Linked DNA regions of Mus musculus: region 1 is linked to region 2. A link is a contact called in public Micro-C data. All regions are on one chromosome and are shown on one strand. Each heading gives the region's core, a stretch centred on a gene start, on an enhancer-like site or on the middle of the called end of the contact. The rest is flanking DNA. Distances are from core to core; before and after follow the strand shown.

Region 1 (4,283 bases), core at 1,320-3,819, 550 kb after region 2:
ATTTCTATAACACTTTTGGTGATTGCATGTTCCCTGCAGATATTGTCAAGATTCTTTTAGAATATAGTAAATCACAGTTATTTCACTCTATAGATGTGGAGTTACAGACAGTTATAAGCCTCCTGGCATGGGTGCTAGGAACTAAACTTGAGTCCTCTGCAAGAGCAGTAAGTGCTCTTACCACTGATCCATCTCTCCAGCCCTATTTCATCATTTTTTGTCTTACAAAAAAAAAAAACAAACTGTATCCTTCATTGTGGTGTGGACGTACAGTGTGAGAATGAATCTAGAAGAACTTTCCAGGGCTGCACTGGCCTCCCTGGGCCATAATCCCACCTCTAGCCTGGATTTTTAAACTATTTTATACATTAACTTTATTTTAGCATATGTGTATGGTGGGGACATACTATGTTTATCTATGAAGGCCAGAAGACAATTTATCAGAGTCAGTTCTTTTATTCTTCCATGTGAATTCCAGGGATCAAATTTAGGTCAAGTTTGAAGTCAAGTCCCTTACTAACTGTGCCATCTTACCGGGTTCAGCCCAAAAGTTTGTGGGTATACAAATACATTGAGACAAAAACTCATTCAGTACACACTGCAGCAATATGTGTATAAGTCTAGCTACATTTGAGGCATTATTTGGTCCTATGACTCAGAAATTTCAAAGCATTACCTCCAAGGAAACCAGAAGTGGATCCTTTGGGATTTAAGGCCCAGAATTAAATAATTGACATCGATTTTTTGGAAATATTCATAGTCACAGAGACACATAAGAACAGAATTTCAATTCTAAAACTCTTCCTTACAAATAACAGGCTATGCCAGTTAATTGGCTGCAGAAGTTGATTCCTCTGTGCTGGAAATATCTCTCAAACAAATCTACTCCCATCTGCTGGTAGTTGTCTGAATTTTCAGTCAGAGGAAGCAGGCAAACCTGCAAGTAGATTTTCCAGCTTGACGCTCTACTACTATGCAGCATTGGGTCAGTTTCTGTTCTTTCTCTAAACCTCATTTTACCCATATTACCATCCAGTTGTTTAGGCAAAAAGATACAGATTCCTTTTGGTGAGAAACAAAGAATCTCTGTAAGGATGTCTGGATGATCAGGTGTGACGTGGCAGGACTCACAACTCGAGAGCAGGCTTGTCTCTCAGTTCTTATACGTGATTAGCAATAACGTATAAATCTTATCATTCCTTTTTCTCTTCCATGTCCATTTTCTGCAACAGTTGGGGAAGAAGGGAGATTTTATTTTTTTAAGGAAGATATAACAGTACTCTGCACCTTAGGAGAAGTCGTGAGACTATGGAACATGGAATAGTTTGTTTCTAAAGTGTGTTTTCAAAGAAGAGGAAAAAGTTTAAGTTAGCAACTGTGTAAGACATTGAGAAAACCAGGAGAGTGAAGATTTCACTGTGTTCACCCAACTAAAGTTGTGTCACCAAGTCCTGAAGGAAAGCAGAAAGGGTGTGTTTCTGTGTGTATGAGCCTAGTAAGGGAAGGTTGGACTTGCGATCCATCTTACTTCGGTCCTTCTCTATGGTGTTACGTGGGAGGTGTAATGATAGTGCACGTGATTAAGCCCTTTTTCTTATTACTGGGAAAATGAGCTTTTGTGATGCCTCGTTTGGCACTAGTTCAGTCATGGACCCAGGCTGGGTCACGGGATAGTGTGAAACCATTCCATACTTTTCTCTTCCATAACAGAAGCAGTTTCCAGGTAGGGGAAATGATAAAAGCCTCCTAACAAAACCCCAAACTTTTCCATGTGATAGCACTTGAACTCAGGTGCATTAGCATCTTCTAGTGACCTGTGAAGCACTGACTTTTGCCTTCTTTCCCCCTTCAGCCTGGATCCTCACTTCCGCTCTGCAATCCTGTTTACAGCAAGGAATCATACCTTAGGAAGACTTCATTCAGCTGGTGAATACTTTCCGCTCCCTGAATTTGTTTTTCTCGAGACCCTAAATTTAAGGAAAAGAAAACTCTGGGAAATTTGGCTCCAAGAAGACAGTTACCGTCCTCTGTGGTCAAAGTCCTGCATTGAGACCCTTTGGTAAGAGATTCCATCAGCCCACTCAAAGATGAAGTGCATTGGGTTAAACACATTGAGTTACTGGAGTGTCATGGTCTGAGAACAACCTCCGGATTCTTCTAAGATGTGCAAGTGTTTCAGAGCTCACATCCAGTCATGACAGTCAAATGGTCACACTTCTTTGAAAATGCAAACTCTTGGACACAGTCTTCTAAAAGAAACACATCACTTTCCTTCTTCAAAGAAGAGGCCAGGAGCCAGAAGTCCCTGGCTTCCCTGTGGTCTAGTCTCAGCAGTAAGCCCCTTCCTTTCCCATGGCTGGACCCAACCCAGGTGACTAGTGCTGGTCAGGGTAAAGCTGCAGAGACCTGAAGGGCCTGCGGCCTGACTGCGCGCAGCCTGAGGGGCGGCGGGGAGGGGGCCAAGCGCGCGCGCCTTTTTTACCGCTCCTTGCGCCTGCGGGATTGGCTCAGCAGGTGCTGCCGTCGGAGTAGGCGGAGCCAGCCGCGCGCCCCGCCCTACTTGACACCCAGTCTCAGCCCTGAGCGGTGCCAGACGAAGCGCACCTTGCAGTGGCACGCCCTGTGGACCGCTGCGGGGGGGCAGAGCTGCTGCGGAGCCACTGTTCTTTCAGGCCCTGGACTCCGGAGAGACCCCATACTCCCTACTTCCTTCAGGTCTCTCCTTAGGGTCCCGATTCTGCGGAAGGACTAGCGATTCCGCCCCTTTTGCCCGGTTCTGACTCGCTCCCACCCCAACCCTGTCCCCTTTTCCAGCTGTCCGCTGCGGTCCCCAAGAGCACTGCAGCCATGGGCATCCGAGGTATGCTGCGAGCCGCTGCGCTCCTGCTGCTCATTAGGACTTGGCTGGCAGAGAGTAACGGCCCCAGTCCCACCCCGAAATTCCACTTCGAGCTCTCCTCCAGCACGCCTGAAGTCATTCTGGATCTCTTCAACTGGTAAGCTGCCCTGCCTAGCTGAGCATGGAAGGGACAGGGGCAAAAGAAGGTCTTGGCCTCTTGGACAGAGCGGGCCGGGGACAAGGGATTAGGACCCGGGTTTGCCTAGGGGATGAAGCATGGGGACAGCCGTGAAATGATACTCCTAGCTTCAAGCCACCTGTTACTGCTGTGCCTTACTGTGCCTACTGTCAGCCCAATTCTTGAAGCCAGAGCACCCTCACCCCAGAGTCTACCTGATCATCCTCGGGGACTGAGGTCCCAGGCAGCTTTTTCCCAGTCGTGTTTTCTGATGCCCGTGGTACTGGGGGTGTACATGGGCAATTCACAAAACAGACTGGAAAGACACCTGTTTGAGTAAAGATTTCTAGTCCATTTGCTGAAACAGTATCTCTCTGTGCCTCTGTCTCTCTCTGGGGGAGGGGGTGTGAGGGGCTCTTTCAAATACAGCAGATTGAAATGATTAACTGTGTAATCAGTAGCTGTAAATGGCATATAACCTCAGGCTTAAGTGGGGTACGCTTTTGTGCTTATTCTGTGAAAACATTTGAAGATTTCAGTGTTTCTGTTTGATTTAAAGTTTCTTTAGGTCTGCAAGTATCTGAAGAGGGGATAAACCATCATCCTTGAAATATAAATCACACATAAAAAATGTGTATTTTCAAGTGGCTACCGATCTTAAATGCTGGCACATGGGAAATTTGTGGACAGAAACAGGGAGGAATGTATTTCTTTAGTTTAAGAATAATTCATGCACATACTTTTAAATGTTACAAAATTAAATTTTATGATTGAGGGAAATGAATAATAATTTTAAGTGGCAAACTAGAAATAAACATGTAATCAGAAAGGGGGAGGGGCCAGGCTGGGCAAGGTTCCAGCAGGCAGCCCTGCAGTGCTCTCAACCCAACATTCCGACTGCGTCAGTGAACACACAGGGGTAGGGGGAGTCAGGGAGAGATGGAAAGAGCGAGAAGGAGACACCCAGAGAAACAGAAAGATGGAGATTGCAGGGGTGATGCGTCAAAGTTCCGAGGAGCCACAGTGATAGTGATGCCTGGGGCCTGTTGTCATTTAAAAGCCCTTTGGGAAATGAAAGTCTAGATTGATTCAATGAACATCATAGAGACCTATGGAAAGGCCTACTATCTGCAGTTGAGCTGTCTTCACTTACAGATGCTCACCTAAGACACCTCCAGGCTGAAAGCACATGTGTAGTGAGTAAGATGCCTATTCCCAGAATGAATATTTCGAAGACAGCTCTAAACCCCTGAAATCAGAAATGGT
Region 2 (4,438 bases), core at 1,599-4,098:
GTTGTATGCTTATTATTTGAGCACTTTTCTGTATATGGGTTCTAATTCAGTAAAAAGGCATTATAACATAATCATACATACCCATAATATATGAATCACAGTCAGGTTCTGATTTTTACAATAAAATTAGAAAACCATATCATAGAGATACCGTGGAACTAGAGCATAAACAAATAATTCTTAACTATTTTTACTGGTGAAGCCCTTAACGACTATAATATTTATATACAAAATAATATGATGTCTGACATTTATTTAAAAAAACTAAGTTGAAAGAATGGTATGTAGGGGGCAGAGAAAACAAGTCACACTTTATTAATATTCAGGCTGATGGTGGCTATATGGATATTCAGTTTGCTACATATACTTGAAAAAATACAATTAAAAGCGTTGGAAAAAACTTTCAGCACTAATTAACGTTTGATGTTGAAAGGCAAGAGAGTGGTTTCCTCTAGGAGGATTTTAAGTTTGGTGACACTTGGGGGTGGGGCAATTATTTCCTTATCATCTCGGTCCTGGTTACCTGATCATGTTTACTTTATGAAAATTCACTGAGCTGTTGTTCATTTATGATTGCTATACCTTCATATTTGTGTATTACACTTTTAAAATGGTACTTTAAAGCCACCAGGCAACTTAATCCCTAAAATAAGAGCAGCAGCCTAAGGTGAGCAGGTTCCTGTGGTGCAGACCAGGGGACTGGCAATTGGGCATCAAATTGTTGGGGTTTTTTCTTGTTGTTTTGTTTTTGTTTTTCTGCAGTGTTCTGAGCTTTTAGAATAGTATAATTGCCATATAGATAGGCTAAGCTGTTGCCATTTCTCATTTCTGAAATGGCTAATTCCCATACTGGGCTAAGCAAAGACTAGGATTGGGAAAAGCATTTCTATCTTCAAATGTCATATTTAGATGATGTGTTCTTTCCTAAGGTTTTTCAGATCTCCTAGGCATCTAGAGGCTAATCCCCCAGGCCAACACCCCAAGGGACCAGAGATCCTCTACTAGGCCTACAAGGAAAAGGATCTGGGGGGAGTGGAGGTTGCTTTGATTCTTAGATTTGATTTTGCTAGTGTAAACAAACAAATAGCCACACCCTGAGACCTTTGGGGTTAAGAAGCTCCTGGATATACATACACATCATCAAAAAGCCACCAAGCTCTTTTTCAAGGCTAGATTTTCCAGGGAAGCTTTTCAGACACCCACAGTCTTCCAGATGTGATAATTCTGGATGAGACTGAAGCTCTGCACTACCACCTTCCAAATCTAGCTAAAGAGGGAAGCAAAAGAACTTGAGGAAGACCCTGGCTTTCTTTCTCAATATGCTGGCCTTTAAAATTTATTGATGGACAAACAATATGAGCCCATATGAGGAAAGGGCTATGCTCAAAATCATACACCTGATTTGAAGCTGAGCATGAACCAAATTGAAGTTTGGCCCAACACACTCCACTGCCGCCTCCCCTTTCCTGACATCACAGGTTGCCATGCTGACAGTGTGAGCACGTCAGTTTCATGCCCCCCCCCCCCACTCTGGCCGGATGGGCTGTTTTTCCCTCTTATAGCCCTCCCTTCTTCTTCACGCCCCCTCCTTTATCCTCGGCCATCTTTTGTCCCAGAAAAAAATACCATCTAAATGGACATGAATAGCAAGAAATTCTTAGTACACATTTAGAAACATTTACCAAGACCCTTCTGAGGCCAGCCTCACCTTAGGGTACCAGAAAGCCACCGGGTATCCACATCCTCCCTGAGAAGCTATGTAACCTGGGTTGAGAAGACACATTGCCCCTTCTCAAAACAAACAAATGAAAAGACACAAGCCCAATGCCATGGAGACTTCTAGAAACCTCGACAGATCAGGAAGCTTAAAAACTTGTGACAGCTCACACCCCACAAGAAACAGCTTCCAATTAAAACACAGGCACAAAACAACCATCTTCCACCCTAAATGCCAAGAAGTCCTAGGGACACCCTTTATACAAAGGCCCGGGCTCAGGGGTTTTAGGGAGGGAGGCTGGCTACTCAAGAGAAATCAGAAAAAAAGGGAGGGGGCTAGAAATCCAGGCCACAAACCACAGACCTCAGAAAAGAAAAACATTCCTGGCCTCTGATTCAGGTCTGTCCCTAAGACCAAGCAGGGTGCTTTGGGGTGAGAAGGGGAAGGGGAGGTAGGTGGGGTGGGAGCCCTTAGATAACTAAGGCTCAGGTTCCTGACTGAGACTGGAAGGAAAACGAGCAACGGGATGGGAAGCAAGTAAAGTCAGAGTTGCCTGGCATCGTGCCTGGTACTAGCAGGCGCTCCGAATAAGAAAAAAAAAATGTGAGCAAGAGTGAATCGATTAGAAACACTAAAACATTTCGAGGCACTTCAGCTCCCCCCACCCCCAGCCCAGAAGCCACCTTCCCAAAGTCCCCAGCACAACCCCCTGAGTTGTAAGCGCCTAGCTCCAGCGGTTTCTGCGCGCCCTTTCCCCTCTTCCTGCGTCAGTCTACTATAGGGAACCAGGTGCTCTTGCTTCCTGGCCGACCGCTCCAGGGCTTTGAGGGCCAGCCGGAGTCCACGACGCCAATGGACCGAACATGGTCCCACCTGACTTGCCCGGGCTCCCTGTCTTCAGCCCCCGGACGCCCGTCCTACAGGGGGGCCCACAGGAGGGTAGCATGCGTCGAAGGGACAAGGGACCAGGCTGGCCTGGTTGGTCACAAGGGACCCTGGGGGTCCCGGAAGCCTGCTGGGCACAGAAGGCTCCCCGGTCCCGGGATGGAGACTCACCTCCACTGAAGGGCCAGGAACATGTTGAGAAGCATCAGGAGAACTTTAGGCAACATCTCGGCGGTGCCTGGCACGACCACCTGTGTAGAGGTCGCAGCGCAGGTCTGGCTGTTCGGAGCGAGGTGGAGGGTTTTGTTGGGCTCCAACTTTCACTCCTCCCACTCGCCCCGCCCCAGTCGCGCTCCGCACCTTGGCCCCGCCCCCTGAGCCCCGATGGAAATCTCCGACGACGTGATCGCTGCGGCAGCGAGGAGCGAGGCTAGGGAGGGCGGGCAGGGGGTGGAGATGAGGGAGCCCTGTCGCCAAGGCCCCCAGCCGCCAGCACTGCGGCGCTGCCAGACAGCCAGGGCGGGTGGGGGGGGGTGGGGGGTGGCGGGAGGAGTAAGGAGGAGGCGAGCCTGCAGCGTGAGGCCCAGGGCTTGGGGAAAAACCGCTGTAGCGGTTGTGGCCTGGGGAGCCTCCACTGGCAGGGAGAAGACATGCGCGTGGGCATTGCGGGTACTTTGCTGCGACCCCTTCCAGACCCCTTGATGAGCTTTGAGGTCCTTGTGTTCTTCCTTACAACCTGTTGAGCCCCATCAATCTCCACATCTTCCCTTAGCCTCACTGATTTTTTCCTGGTCTCACTCCACACCCTCCAGCCCTTCAGAACACATCTAAGGAAGCTAGACAAACTCAGTACCACCCTTGGTGCAGGAAACAAGAGATCCTTAAGGGTTTTCCCTAGTAACCTCTGGTCTGAACCATTGTACAGGCCAATTCCATGGGACTAGGGAACAGTCACTAGCAAAGGATCAGATAAAGGCATTCACTGGAAGACAATCCCACAGGGACACTGACTCAACATTCTTTCCTGTTCAGCCTTGGGGCCTGGGTGTCAGAAGAGGCTTTCGAAAATGTCTCTCCACAATAGGCCAGGCAATTTTTTTTCTTAGAGAATATTCCAGAGAATAGCAGAAGAAGAAATGAGAAAGCCTGTTAGGGGGAGGGTAGCATACCAAGAATCTCCAGCATCCTTGGAAATACATTTATTTATTTATTTATTTATTTATTTATTTATTTATTTATTTTGCATAGAGCCTTCTAATTGACTTCAGATATTTGCACGACAAGCTCTCATTGAGCACTAGCAATAGCCTCCTTTACCTGTTGCTCTAGAAAGCACTGTGGGCCTGAAGGCTCTGTGGAGAGGTTTTGTTGGAGCTCACTAATCTAATAAGCTCTCTGCAGCAGCACCCTCTCTATTGCATCCCTCTGATTTGTCACGTTCAGAGCGCTGCTCTCTGTGTACTTTCGCAGGCATTGCTTTTTGAGCTTGTTTATAGTGAGCAGGTCTTTATCAATGAAGTAAGCTTGGTTCTCTCTCTCTCTCTCTCTCTCTCTCTCTCTCTCTCTCATGCACACACACACACACACACACACACACACACACACACACACACACACACATCTCCCAGCCTCTCAACTGCATGCCTGAAAGTTAGAAGGCAACAAGTATATCTTTTTTTTAAAGATTTATTTATTTATTTATTTATTTATTTATTTATTATATGTAAGTACACTGTAGCTGTCTTCAGACACTCTAGAAGAGGGCATCAGATCTCATTACGGGTGGTTGTGAGCCACCATGTAGTTGCTGGGATTTGAAATTTGGACCTTCGGAAG

What was found. Hi-C and Micro-C count contacts between places; a contact is called where the count stands out from the background.
Region 1: a contact with region 2 is called in a Micro-C map of embryonic stem cells, with 4 times the contacts expected there. The contact joins the promoter of Gabrq here to the promoter of Gabre in region 2. A contact is called at or near these places in 1 of 39 promoter capture datasets (cranial neural crest), 1 of 484 Hi-C or Micro-C datasets (embryonic stem cells) and 1 of 9 other capture datasets (adipose tissue).

Annotation. Positions count from the first base shown.
Region 1 is chrX:72,822,609-72,826,891 of GRCm38.p6, forward strand. Gabrq (gamma-aminobutyric acid (GABA) A receptor, subunit theta) reads left to right here and starts at 2,570. Exons shown (of 9, transcript NM_020488.2): 1 at 2,570-2,996. The coding sequence starts at 2,848.
Region 2 is chrX:72,271,873-72,276,310 of GRCm38.p6, forward strand. Gabre (gamma-aminobutyric acid (GABA) A receptor, subunit epsilon) reads right to left here and starts at 2,849. Exons shown (of 9, transcript NM_017369.2): 1 at 2,774-2,849. The coding sequence starts at 2,829.